Regions from separate parts of the Sus scrofa genome. Here region 1 is linked to region 2. Evidence: chromatin contacts called from public Hi-C data. All regions are on one chromosome and are shown on one strand. The core of a region is the stretch at or near the end of the contact, and the rest is flanking DNA. Distances in the headings are between cores, read along the strand shown. Region 1 holds the start of GINM1 (glycoprotein integral membrane protein 1). Region 2 holds the start of LRP11 (low-density lipoprotein receptor-related protein 11).

The links. A called contact is a pair of places that touch in the nucleus more often than the background predicts.
Region 1: a Hi-C map of skeletal muscle shows a contact between it and region 2, with 2.5 times the contacts expected there. The contact joins the promoter of GINM1 here to the promoter of LRP11 in region 2.

What each region holds. Positions count from the first base shown.
Region 1 is chr1:16,379,070-16,385,209 of Sscrofa11.1, reverse strand. It overlaps GINM1 (glycoprotein integral membrane protein 1), which reads left to right and starts at 3,313. Exons shown (of 8, transcript XM_021086898.1): 1 at 3,313-3,512. The coding sequence starts at 3,393.
Region 2 is chr1:16,134,943-16,141,283 of Sscrofa11.1, reverse strand. It overlaps LRP11 (low-density lipoprotein receptor-related protein 11), which reads right to left and starts at 2,057. Exons shown (of 7, transcript XM_001928988.5): 1 at 1,078-2,057. The coding sequence starts at 1,711.

The DNA.
Region 1 (6,140 bases), core at 2,064-4,563, 240 kb before region 2:
TGATATATTTTTTTGTTTTGTCTTTTTGCCATTTCTTGGGCCGCTCCCACGGCATATGGAGGTTCCCAAGCTAGGGGTCTAATCGGAGCTGTAGCCAGCGGCCTATGCCAGAGCCACAGCAACTCGGGATCCGAGCTGCATCTGCAACCTACACCACAGCTCAAGTCAACGCTGGATCCTTAACCCACTGAGCAAGGCCGGGGATCGAACCCGCCGCCTCATGGTTCCTAGTTGGATTCGTTAACCACTGAGCCATGACGGGAACTCCTCCCAATGATAATTTTTAATATACTTTATACACTTTGTTTTCTATGTATAAAAATTTCTTAGGAGTCCCCTGGTGGCCCAGCAGTTAAGGATCCAGTGTTGTCACTGCTGTGGCACAGTTTCCATCCCTGGCCCAGAAACTTCCACATGCCACGGGCAAAGCCAAAAAAACCCATTTTTTAAAAGAGAATATCTTCTCCTATCTGAAAGATTATCTTCAAAGAACATCAAGCATCTAATGTGCACAGAAATAAACTGTTTGGTTTTTGGCCGTAGCATTCAGCAGCTTGATGTGGGATCTCAGCTCCCAGACCAGGGATTGAACCCAGGCCACAGGAGTGCAAGTGCCAAGTCATAATCACTAGACCCCCAGGGAAGTCGCCACGCTAGGCTTTGACAGTTCTGCTAGATTTGAACTCTTTTGAAGACAAGTGAAAGAATAATGGAACAACATGCAGGCCTCTTTGGGGAGATACAAACTATGCCACCAACTTCCCCACCTGCTTTTCCTTTCAAATATACTTTGGAACCTAATACATATATTACTAATTCAAATTACACAGATGCACATATGGCACAGGTTCTGACCGTCAGATTTGATTTGTGTTTAATCCCAGCAGTTTGAGACAGAATGAAAAGGCCAGTGATTGCAGTTGAAACCCACCAGCAGGTGAGACATCATTGCACAAACCACTTGCCCGTTCTTAATATTGTTGGGTATCTCAGAGTAGGCAAGGAATTAGTTAAATGACTGCAGTTTACTGTTCAAAGATCTTGTAGTTTACCCTGGGGGAAAGGGTTGTTAAGAGGAAGAGGAACTAAAAGAGAAACAGAGATTTGTGTTTTTAACATCAAAAGTTTTATGTTTTATTTTTATTTATTTATTTATTTATTTTTGTCTTTTTGCCATTTCTTGGGGCGCTCCCGCGGAAAATGGAGGTTCCCAGGCTAGGGGTCGAATCAGAGCTGTAGCCACAGCCACAGCAATGCAGGATCTGAGCTGCGTCTGCAACCTACACCACAGCTCACGGCAACACCGGATCCTTAACCCACTGAGTGAGGCCAGGGATCGAACCTGCAACCTCATGGTTCCTAGTTGGATTCCTTAACCACTGAGCCATGGGGAACTCCCAAAAGTTTTATTTTAAAGAAACACTGTTTCTAACTCTGCCTGAATGGCAACACCTCCAAGTTCTTCCCTATGCAATCCTGTTAACACGAAATGCCTAAATTTCTTGGCATTTTCTCTGTTAACCTTAAACATAAAATAGCTAGTTATTTTACCATCAAAATGAGTTTATTTAGAAATAACAGAAGAACTGCAGTAAAGGCCTTGCAAAGTAGGTGAACCGGAAATTACATTGCAGAACAAAGGAGAGGGACTGGCTTTTATAGAGGAAAGGGGGAAGTTGGGAGGGGCTATTTTGAGTAAAAGTCCTTCGGAACAGAGCAGGAGTTCTAACTTTTTTTGGGGGGGGGCACACCCATGGCATATGGAAGTTCCCAGGCCAGGGAATGCGAGGCTGCAAGACCTACCTGGATCCTTTAATCCATTGTGCGCAAGGAGGAAGGAACCTGGCTGTAGAGATGCCACCACTCCCATTGTGCCACAGCAGGAACTCCTCTCAGGCTTTATTTTAAATGGAGTTTCTCCTATTTATTTTCACATCTGCTTTAAAGGGTTTCATAAAACAATTTTTCAAAATTTTTATTATAGTTGATTTACAGTGTTCTGTCAATTTCTGCTGTAAACTGACCCAGTTATACATATACATACATTCTCTTTCTTACATTGTCCTCCATCATGTTCCATCACAAGTGATTAGGTATAGTTCTCTGTGGATTAAAAAAAAATTTTTTTTTTAATCTGATGGGGGGAAGAAAAAAATCTATCATCTCCAATTTATAGATTAAGAAACTGACCAGAAAGGCCCTGAGAGCTCAGGGGGCCCAGCTTCCAGTGGAGAGTGTTGTTCCCTTGGGTTGCCAATGATCCTCAACCTTGGCACAATAAATCACTTGGGGAAATTTGAAAACTACCAATGCCCCAGTGGCAGCCCAAACTCATTAAATCAGAAGCTCCAGTGCCCCCAAAGACACCAGCATTGGTAATTTTTATTTGTTTATTTATTTTTTCTGCCTCACCTGAAGCATAAGGAAGTTCCCAGATTAGGGGTCCTATCTGAGCTGCAGCTGAGGCCTAAAGCCACATCTGCTGGATCCACCCCACGCCCTCCCCCTATGCTTTCCGCCCCCAGCTTTTGGCTACACTGGATCCCTAACCCACTGAGGGAGGCTAGGGATGGAACTTGCATCTTCTCATAGACAACAGTTGGTACTTAATGCGCTGAGCCATAACAGGAACTTCTAGAATCAATTTTTTTTGGGGGGTGTCTTTTTAGGGCCGCCCCTGAGGCACATGGTGGTTCCCAGGCTAGGGAGCTGTAGCTGCCGCCTAAGCCAGAGCCACAGCAATGTGAGATCTGAGCTGCTTCGTCTGCAACCTACACCGCAGCTCATGGCAACACCGGATCTTTAACCCACTGAGAGAGGCCAGGGAGGGAACCAAGTCTTCATGGATGCTAGTTGGGGTGAGTTAACCGCTGAGCCACGACGGGAACTCCCGGAATCAGTAATTTTTAAACGTACTCAGGCAATTACCAAGAGCAAACAAAGGTGAGAAGTACCTATTTAATAAAATTTCTCCTCAAACGTGATATACCTTTATTAATATGTTTACAGCAGTGTTCTCATATATTACCATATTTTCACTTTATAGATATGGATAAATACACACAGACATAGCTATATCCATATACAGTATACATTAATTCAAAAATAATGGCAACGAAAATGTTTACACTCAGTTAAGGAAATTCTCTCCAAATCAGAGGGCTGGTTTAAGGGCAAAAACAGACTTTCTGAGACTTGACCCCGCCCCTAACGTTGCATCGTGGTCCTGCAGCCCCGGACCTCTGAGGCTCTCGGAGTCTTCCGGTCCCGCCTGGCTCTCGCCCCACCCCCTCCAAGCCCCGCCCCCAGGAGAGGCTCCGCCCCTCGGGCCAGCTCTGCCCTCGGCTCCTTGTTGCCCGCTGACCCCGCCGCCCCCCACCGGCCGGTCCAAGATGGAGGGCGCTTCGCGGGCGCCGCTGGCCCTCCAGCTGCTCCTCCTCGCGGCCCTGCCGGCCGCTTGCTGGTTAACCAGGGGGACCCTTGAGCCGCCGCTGCCTCCCGGAGCCCTAAAGGTAGGGCCAGGCGAACACGGCTCGGCCGTACCTCCCCCGGGATCCTGGGAGGAATCCCGGGCCGGGTATGTGGGACTGCGGCGTCCCCATGGACACCCTGCACCTCTGGCGGGCGGGCCTGGCCTCGGGGACCGGCCTCCAAAGAGGGAGCGGGGAAAGGCGCCCCAGGAGATGGGGACGGCGGGGGAGAGGCGACGCGAGAGAGCCAAGGGGGCTCTTTAATGTGTGGTTAAGTCCGGCGCAGCCGCACTGGTTGTTACTGCAGTCCAAGTTGTCGCCATCCGGAAGGGGTTTTTCTGTCCAAAGTAGCCGATCAGAAGTGATCTCGACCTTTTGTAATGGCGCCTTCTTGGGGTAGAGCCAGGCTCTGGGGCAAGGCAGTGTTTATGTGCCGAGGAAATGTGGAAGTTGCTCAATGAGAGGGCGTGAGAGCATTTCCAGGCCACCTGTCTGCTCCCACGGGTGGCGGGAAGGGATGCTTTCCCCCGGCGCGCCGGGCTCCGGGGTGCAAGCAAGCCGGGTCGCCCGGGCGGGAGAGGGGCAGAGGTTGAAGACGCCAAACTGACCCCGACGCCGTCCCTTTGGCGGGTGGTGTTAGAGGCATGCCTTGGGAACCTGGTAGAAACGGACTCATCCGAGCGCTGGGTGGGGACCCAGCCATCTGTTTCAGCAAGGTCTCCAGGTGATTCCGAAGCCGGCTAAAGTCTGAGAACCACTTCGTGCTTGTACTGAAGGGTGGCTGGTTCTCACTGCTTTCTCCATGCTTTCTTACTGCTTTTTCTCACTGCTTTCTCATTGCTCTCGCCATGTGGAATCCGGCTGTTCTTAACCAATATTTGCCTTTTCATCAGTTGAATGTGTGGTAAGGAAAAGTCTGGACTTTAAAATTCGATTTTCCCAGAGAAAAGATACGACATTGGTGCACCTTTTCTTACTCATCAAGACTTGAATACTCAAAACTCAGGAGTGGCGGACACCATAAATACCACCTTTTTTACTTTCAGTGTATTAGAGTTTCGTCAGCCTCTTGGGTATAATAATAGTATATCTGGGTTTCAGTTCTATTGGGACATTCCAAGAAGCCACACCATCCTAAGCTCGAAGAACCACTTGTATCTGAGATATGTCACTGCTGTTGCAGCTGTTCAGAAATATGAATGTGAGACCAAATAAAAGTGAAGTAATTTCCTAAAGTTCTGGAAATAGAGACATAGTTTTCCCCTTTAACAGATTTTAAACATTCATCACAGTGAAAGACAAATGTCCCTAGAATCTGAATGGAAAAAAAATGCATTTTGACTGCAAGCTGAAAATACACTACATTGTGGGTTCTTAGCGAGTTTCATTTCAGTTCTCCTAGTGACTTTATTGCACTTTTGGAAAGTCCAGACTTACACTCAGAATTTCATAGATTAAATGAATGTTCTGCAGCTAGAAGGAGAATCTCATTCCTTGGGAATGTGTATATGGGAGGCTGAGACCTCTTGATCTAGACATTTGTTAGTGTTTGTGAAAATTTTCAAAGGTGCAGAACATTGAAAAGAATTTCACAGGAGTTCCCATCGTGGCACAGCAGAAACAAATCCTACTAGTATCCATAAAGATGCGGGTTCGATCCCTGGCCTTGCTCAGCGATCTGTACTTGCTGTGAGATGTGGTGTAGGTCACAGAGGAGGCTCATATCCCTGTGGCTGTGGCTGTGGTGTAGGCTGGCAGCTGTAGCTCTGATTCAACCCCTAGCCTGGGAACTTCCATATGCTGAGAGTTTGGCCCTAAAAGGCAAAAAAAAAAAAAAAAAAAAAAATTACAGTGGTCACCCATATTAGATTATAGCTGTCCAAAAAATGGAAAAAAAATTTTTAAGTAGATAAGAGCTGTCCAGTTGACCTTGGTACAGTGATGATATGTGTCTGCTCTTTCCATTTGCAGTAGCCTCTAGACTGTTGTGGTTTTTGAATGTTTGAAAAGTGGCCAGTGCAATGGAGGAGCTGAGTTTTTCGAACGTTATGTAGTTTTCATTAACTTAAATGTAAATAGCCACATGTTGTTAGTGGGTACCATGTTGAATAATCAAAAACTTAGACTCCATTTATATCACTATACTTTATTACACATCTGTTCACTTGTTCATCTCTGTATCCAGCCTGATCTAAGTGTGTAAAAAACTGGTTGAAGTGAGGAAAATATTCCCTGTATCTTTTCAGTGACACAGATTTACTGAATTATAAGCACTTTTCTGTTTTGTTTACATGTGTAGTCAAGTCAGAAGTTTAGTTTACACACATTGTGAAATCATACAAGTTTTTTAGTACATTCTTCTAATGTTAAAATTACTCGATGGAATTCCCCTTGTGGCACAGCAGAAATGTATCCACGAGGACATGGGTTTGATCCCTGCCTTGCTTAGTGGATCAAGGATCTGGTGTTGCCATGTCCCAGACGCAGCTCAGATCCTGAGTTGCTGTGGCTGTGGCCTAGGCTGGTGGCTGCAGCTCCAATTTGACCCCTAGCCTGGGAACTTCCATATGCCACAGGTGCAGCCCTTAAAAAAGCAAACAAACAAAAACCCACAAAAAACTTGATCACCAAAGAGATATCCAGAGAACACTTATTTTCTTGTACGTGTAA
Region 2 (6,341 bases), core at 808-3,307:
AAACTTAGGGGTCCTTCTCTGTCTTAGGGGTCCTTCTCAGTGTCTGCCTCAAGGCTGAGCAGTCTTGGGGTGACCTTAGATGTTTATTCCCCTGGAGGTGGGTAGGGAGGCGGGCCATTGTGGGGAGAGATTTCCAGACCTCTCTCTTTGGACCTGAAGGTCACAGAGACTCCAGATTTCCAGAGTGGCTGAGGTTTCACCCTTCTAACCTGCTATGGTTTCAGTCTTGTGTTATCATAAAGCAAACAGCAACAGAGTGCAATCAGACACACTAAGCTGACCACAAGCAGGCTCAATCAAGGTTTTATTCCCTCAGTGACATTTATCTCCTACTGCTACGCTTTTTTTTTTTTTTTTTTTTGGCTCTTGGGTCTCTTCATTCTCATTCTGACCATCCCCAGAAAGTAAAACCATTGAAGGAAAAGCATCATTTTTTAGCTTCTTTTCAAAAGAGAGATGCCTTTATTTTCAACCAATCAAGTCTCTTCTTTTCCCTCTGTACAAAGGAGAACCCTCGTTCAAGGGAATCAGTTGGACTTACTTCAGAATAACCTGACACACTTCCCTTCCCATTTCTGCCTGATGAAAGCAACTCTAGGTGGATTCAGGAATCCTGAGAGCCAAGCTAAGAAATAAGGGTGTACTATGCATAATCTGGCTTCTAATTAGATTTTGTTCTTGCACTTGCTTGAAACAAACCATGACTTATAAGAACCCGAGACTAAAATACCCCCCCCGCCCCCGCCTTCAATTCCTTTAAATCCAGTTTCTGTGAATCCTCTCAGATTAGCTTTCCTCCTTAAGCTTAGAAGAATTCCTCAAGCAGCCCACCGTGCCTACTTCTGCTCAATTTACTGGGATTTCTCAAAAACCACCCCGAGGACTGAGAAATCAAAGCCACTCTTCTGGATACCCGCAATTAAGTGTGTTTATTTGGATGGAGGGTGTTGCATTTCTGACTCGGTTGAGGAGGGTCCGGCGGTCCTGCCTGGGCGGGTCTCCCAAGTGCAGCCACCAACAGGTGCAAGAACGCGACAGCAGGACCCAAGTGACCCCAGCCTCCGGTGGCGTGCTTACCCAGCCGAGCGGAAGCCCGGGCGGTGGCCGGGGCGCCAGCTTCCAGGCCTTCCTGCTCATCTTCTGAGCCGCGGCTGAGGCTGTAACTGCTGTAGCCGCGGTGCAGCGCGAACTTGCAGACGTTTCGGCCGCGCGCCGTGCAGTTGAAGAGGTAGCAGCCGAGCGCGGCGGCCGGGGACGCGGGCCGCCGGGACAGCTCCACCACCGCCACGGAACAGCGCGGCTCGAGGCAGCAGGCGGCCAGGCACTGCCGCCAGTCCCGCACGGCCGCCGGCGCCCTCAGAAAGCTGGCGCCGGCGGCGATGGAGTCCTTGGTGCGGATGATGGCGTCGGGCATGGCACTGTAGCCGCCGCCGCCCGGGCCCGGGCAGCCTTCCTGGGGGCCGCCGCCCGCGCGCAGCTCCAGCTCCAGCTCCTCCTGCGGTCGTTCTTGCTGCAGCTGCCGGCGGAACTCCTCCAGCAGCTGCTCCACTCCCGAGAGCTGCGCATGCAGCTCGGAGAGCGGCGCGGAGGGCGATGCTGCCGCGCGGCCGCTGGGCAGCCACAAGCACAGCAGCAGCAGTCCGTGCAGTGCCGGGCGCCGCGGAGGCCGCTTGCGCCCCGAACCCGTGCTCTCCCGGGTGGCAGAGGCCATGGCGGCCGGTGGCGGAGGAAGCGAGCCGAGGAGGGGCCGCAGAGCGCGAGGGAGCCGGGCGAGCTCGGGGCTGCGGCCTTCCTGCGAGGTCGCGGCGGGCGCTAGGCCCCGGCGCCTCAGAGCGCAGCCTCCCCGGGGCCCCGCTGCGCCCCCGAGGTTGCGGGAGCGCGGTCGCCCGCGGGCACGGCAGCAGCGAGAGGCATAGCCGGCTCGGCCCTATACCGCTCTGCGTCCTTTCCGGGGGTTTCTGGGGCGCCGGCGCCTCTCCGCCGCCGGTCAGGGCGCCCTCGGTGAAGATCAGCACCGGGGAGGTGAACAGTGGCCGTGGGGGCGGGGCGTGCCAAGCCCCGCCCAGGCCCGCCCCTCCCGCCCCCTTCCTTTGCTCGCGTGGACTCCGCCCACACCCGGAGGTTTCCCTGGGTTTAAGCGAAAGTAACTCCGCAGCAGAGCGCCCCCGGAAAGGGACTTTGTGCCTGTGGCCCTCTGAATCTGGGCGGGGTTCATGTCTAAGAACCCTGGGCTTTATTAACTAGCCAGAGATGCTCAGTTGCCGGCTCAGAGGGGTACGGGCACTTGGGGTGAAAGGAAGGGGGGTGTCCACACATCCTTGTGACCTCAGAGCCCGCTCCAGCGACTGGGGAACCATCAGGCACTCTCTTCGGTCCTTCACTCTGATTGTCTCCTCCACCTTATGTCCCCAGGCCTAATTGTGGAACAGATGGCGGGCGGTGCTGTGGAAAAATACGCAAATAGCCGTCACATTCCCTGTGGAAATCTGAACACAGTCAATTAGAGGACATGATGACGTCACTCACTGCGTGTGCAGAGGCCTTCAGCTGAGGTCTTGTAAGATCTAGAGAAATGGTGTTTTCTGTGACTTAATAAAACGTATGAAAAGACGTCTGAAAACCTCCCACCCAGGGAAGGCTTACACCTGGGAGTTCTAGCTGCCTGTGATCTTTATTTCTGAGTCCATTTCTTTTTTCTTTTTCTCTTTAGGGCCGCACCTGTTAGCATATGGAAGTTCCAGGGCTAGGGGTTGAATTGGAGCTGCAGCTTCCAGCCTATGCCCCAGCCCCAGCCCCAGCCACACCACCACCAGATCCCAGCCGATTTGTGACCTACTTGGCAGCATTCAGCATCCATGGATCCTTAACACACTGAGGGAGACCCCTGATCCACCTGGCAATCCTCGTGCATACTAGCTGGGTTCTTAACCCTCTGAGTTCCTTTCTATTGACTCATTTTTCTCTTGATAATGAATCACATTTTCTTTTTAGCACACCCAGAAATTTTTTATTAGAAACTTGAACGTTGTGAATGGTACATCATTAAATGTATTTTCTAGGAAGCTAAAAATAAATAGCTGGGTAGGAAAACAGCAGTCTCTGCCATAATTTTTATTTTCACAGCTGACATTTAGGAGCCCATTGCTTTCAGTCCAGAACAGAGTAGGAGGCGAAATTAGATAAAGTGAAAGTAAAAATAGAAAAAAAGAAAAGAGAAAAAAATAAACCTAGTAGTTCTTGTGAGGGAGAAATTAAAAATTTTTTTTGTGTATGTGCGGGGGTGTATTTGAGTGCTTTTGAGGCTGAAAAAAAAAAAAAAAAAAAAAAAAAGGATCTCTTAGCCCTGAAGGCTATGTCTGGGGAGCAGCACTTGGGCTTCAGTTTCTTGCATCTCTGAGGTGTTTACCCCACTTGAATTCAGTAACTTTCAGATGTCCTGGAAGTCATGTAAATTCCTTTTCTTTTCCTTTTTTTTTTTTTTTTTTTTTTTTTGATCTTTTTGCCATTTCTTGGGCCACTCCTGCGGCATGTGGAGGTTCCCAGGCTAGGGGTCCATTCGCCGCCGGCCTACGCCACAGCCACAGCAACGCGGGATCCGAGCCGCGTCTGCGACCTACACCACAGCTCACGGCAACGCCGGATCCGTAACCCACTGAGCAAGGGCACGGATTGAACCTGCAACCTCATGGTTCCTAGTCGGATTCGTTAACCACTGCGCCACGACGGGAACTCCCCTTTTCTTGTTTGGCCACACTTGCCACATATGGAAGTTCCCCAGCTGGAAAGGAATTCTGAGCCACCACTGCGACCTACACCACAGCTGTGGCAATGATGGAGCCCTAAGCCACTGCGTCACAGCAGGAACTCCTTCATTTTTGCTTAGACCTCAAAGCATGAGTAAGCTTGGCTTGGTATGAGGAGAAACTTTCACAAGTGATAAAAATGGCCCTTGCTGATATCATCTTCTAACCTTCTAAAGGCTAGTTATTATTATAATGATTAGTATTAAAATAAACATGTATAGGAGTTCCTGTTGTGGCTCAGCAAGTTACAAACCAGACTAGCATCCTTGAGGATACGGGTTTGATCCTTGGCCTGGCTCAGTGGGTTAAAGATCTGGTGTTGCCACCAGGTGCAGTGTAGGTCCCATATGTGCCCTGGCTCTGGCATGGCTGTGGCTGTGGTGTAGGCTGGCAGCTGCAGCTCCGATTCAGCCCCTAGCTTGGGAACTTCCATATGCTGCAGGTGCAGTCCTAAAGAGAAAAAAAAAAAGTGTATAATATGATAATATGATATAATATTAAGTAACAATTATGTGATTTCCTAGTTTGCAAACACTTGCATGTATATGGTCTCAATGGTAGATGAACCTGTGACCTCACTCTCGTCTTAGGGGCAGGAAAGGAGGGTCAGACCGAGACCCAGCTCATCTACTCCACAGGGTGGGGGCGGGGTGACGAGGGAGAGGGGGAGGGACGGCGTTGCTCAGGGCATCACGTCCAGGCCCTTCCAGCACCAACCAAATTTCCCCGGTTTGCTTACTTCACAGTTTTTTTAAGAAAGATGAAATGACTTAATGATTTCTTTTTCTTTTACTGTTAGCAGAGGTTATTTCCGGGGTATGAGATGGGAACAGTGAAGCAGAGTGTTTACTTTCTTACTTCATGAGTCTTTATATCAGTTGAATTTTTTATAATGATTTACGATTAAGGAAATAAATCACTTATCTCCAAATGCTAATTCTTTCTCCTTTCAGTTTTTTTTGGGTATAAAATATCTTTGATTTGAAAGCCTAAATGTCAAAACCTTGTGAACGGACAGAATTTTACTATGAGGATGCAAATGTCAGGACTGCGATCTTAATAGATGGAGATGTGTCTCTGTTTTAGCTCATTCAGGGTAAACGTCCAGCAAATTGAGATTTGCACACTGAGGTCAATTTATTGAAGGTTGGAATGAGACTGTCATCCAAGAAATGGATTTATTCTTTTTTTTTTTGCCTTTTCTAGGGCCACTCCCATGGCACATAGAGGTTCCCAGGCTAGGGGTCCAATCGGGGCTGTAGCCACCGGCCTACACCACAGCCACAGTGACGCCAGATCCGAACCGCGTCTGTGACCTACACCACAGCTCATGGCAACGCCGGATTGTTAACCCACTGAGCGAGGCCAGGAATCGAACCCACAATCTAATGGTTCCTAGTCGGATTCGTTAACTACTGCGCCACAACGGGAACTCCCAAGAAATGGATTTAAATGCTTTACAGGCAATAAATAAGTTAAAATAATGCATGTGAAATCCTTAAAAGGGCATCTGACACATGGAAGATGCTCAATAAATGATAGTAATATCATATCTAGCCCCACCTTTTAATTTTACAGATATCAAAAACAAGGTGCCACAAAAATGAGGCAGCTTCACAAGATCAGAAGGTCAGATGACTAGTAGGTGTACAATCAGCTGAGGCCTGAATCCTCCTACACCTGCCAGCCCGGTGGTCATTACATAAGATTCCTCCCAGCCTCACTGCTGTCACAGCATCTGCTCTGCCCACATCCCTGCCGGGGGCCACCCCACCTCCCAGGTGCCCAACCCCCACTCCATGTCCACTGCTGATGGAACAGTAAAGAGTACCTGGCCTGAGCCCAGCCATTGGACACCGTCTCCCAGGATCACAGATCATAGAATCCAGGGACAGTGGAACCAGTGAGGGACTTGAAGCTGGGAGGCCAGGTGAGGGCACATGTCACATGGGGGGCAGTTACCAGTTAAGAGATTGGACAGTGTTTCTTTTCTGTAGGCTGTCTTCTTACTTTCTTGATGATGGTGTCCTTTGAAGCACACTTTTTTTTTTTTTTTTTTTTTTGGCTTTTTAGGGCCACACTTAAGGCATATGGAAGTTCACAGGCTTCCATTGGTTTGAATTGGAGCTGTAGCTGTGGGCCATACCACAGCCACCGAAATGCTGGGTCCCAGACCCACTGATCAAGGCCAGAGATTGATTGAACCTGCATCCTCATGGATACTAGTCAGATTCATTTCCACTGCATGACAATGCAAACTCCCACAAATGTTTTAAATTTTGAGAAAGTTGAATTTGTCTATTTGTTGTTGTTACGGTGTATTTAAGATTTGCCAAATAAGCTCACAAAGATTACCCTTGGGTATTCTAAAACTTTTGTAATTTAACTCTTGCATATATACATATGATCAATTTTGAATTAATTTTTGTGTGTGGTGTGAAGGTTTCAGAATATACCATTCCACATTTGCTGCTTTGAATATGATTATTTTGACCATGTGCCCTTGAAAAACAGGAAAAGTAGGAAGAGGCTTTCTCT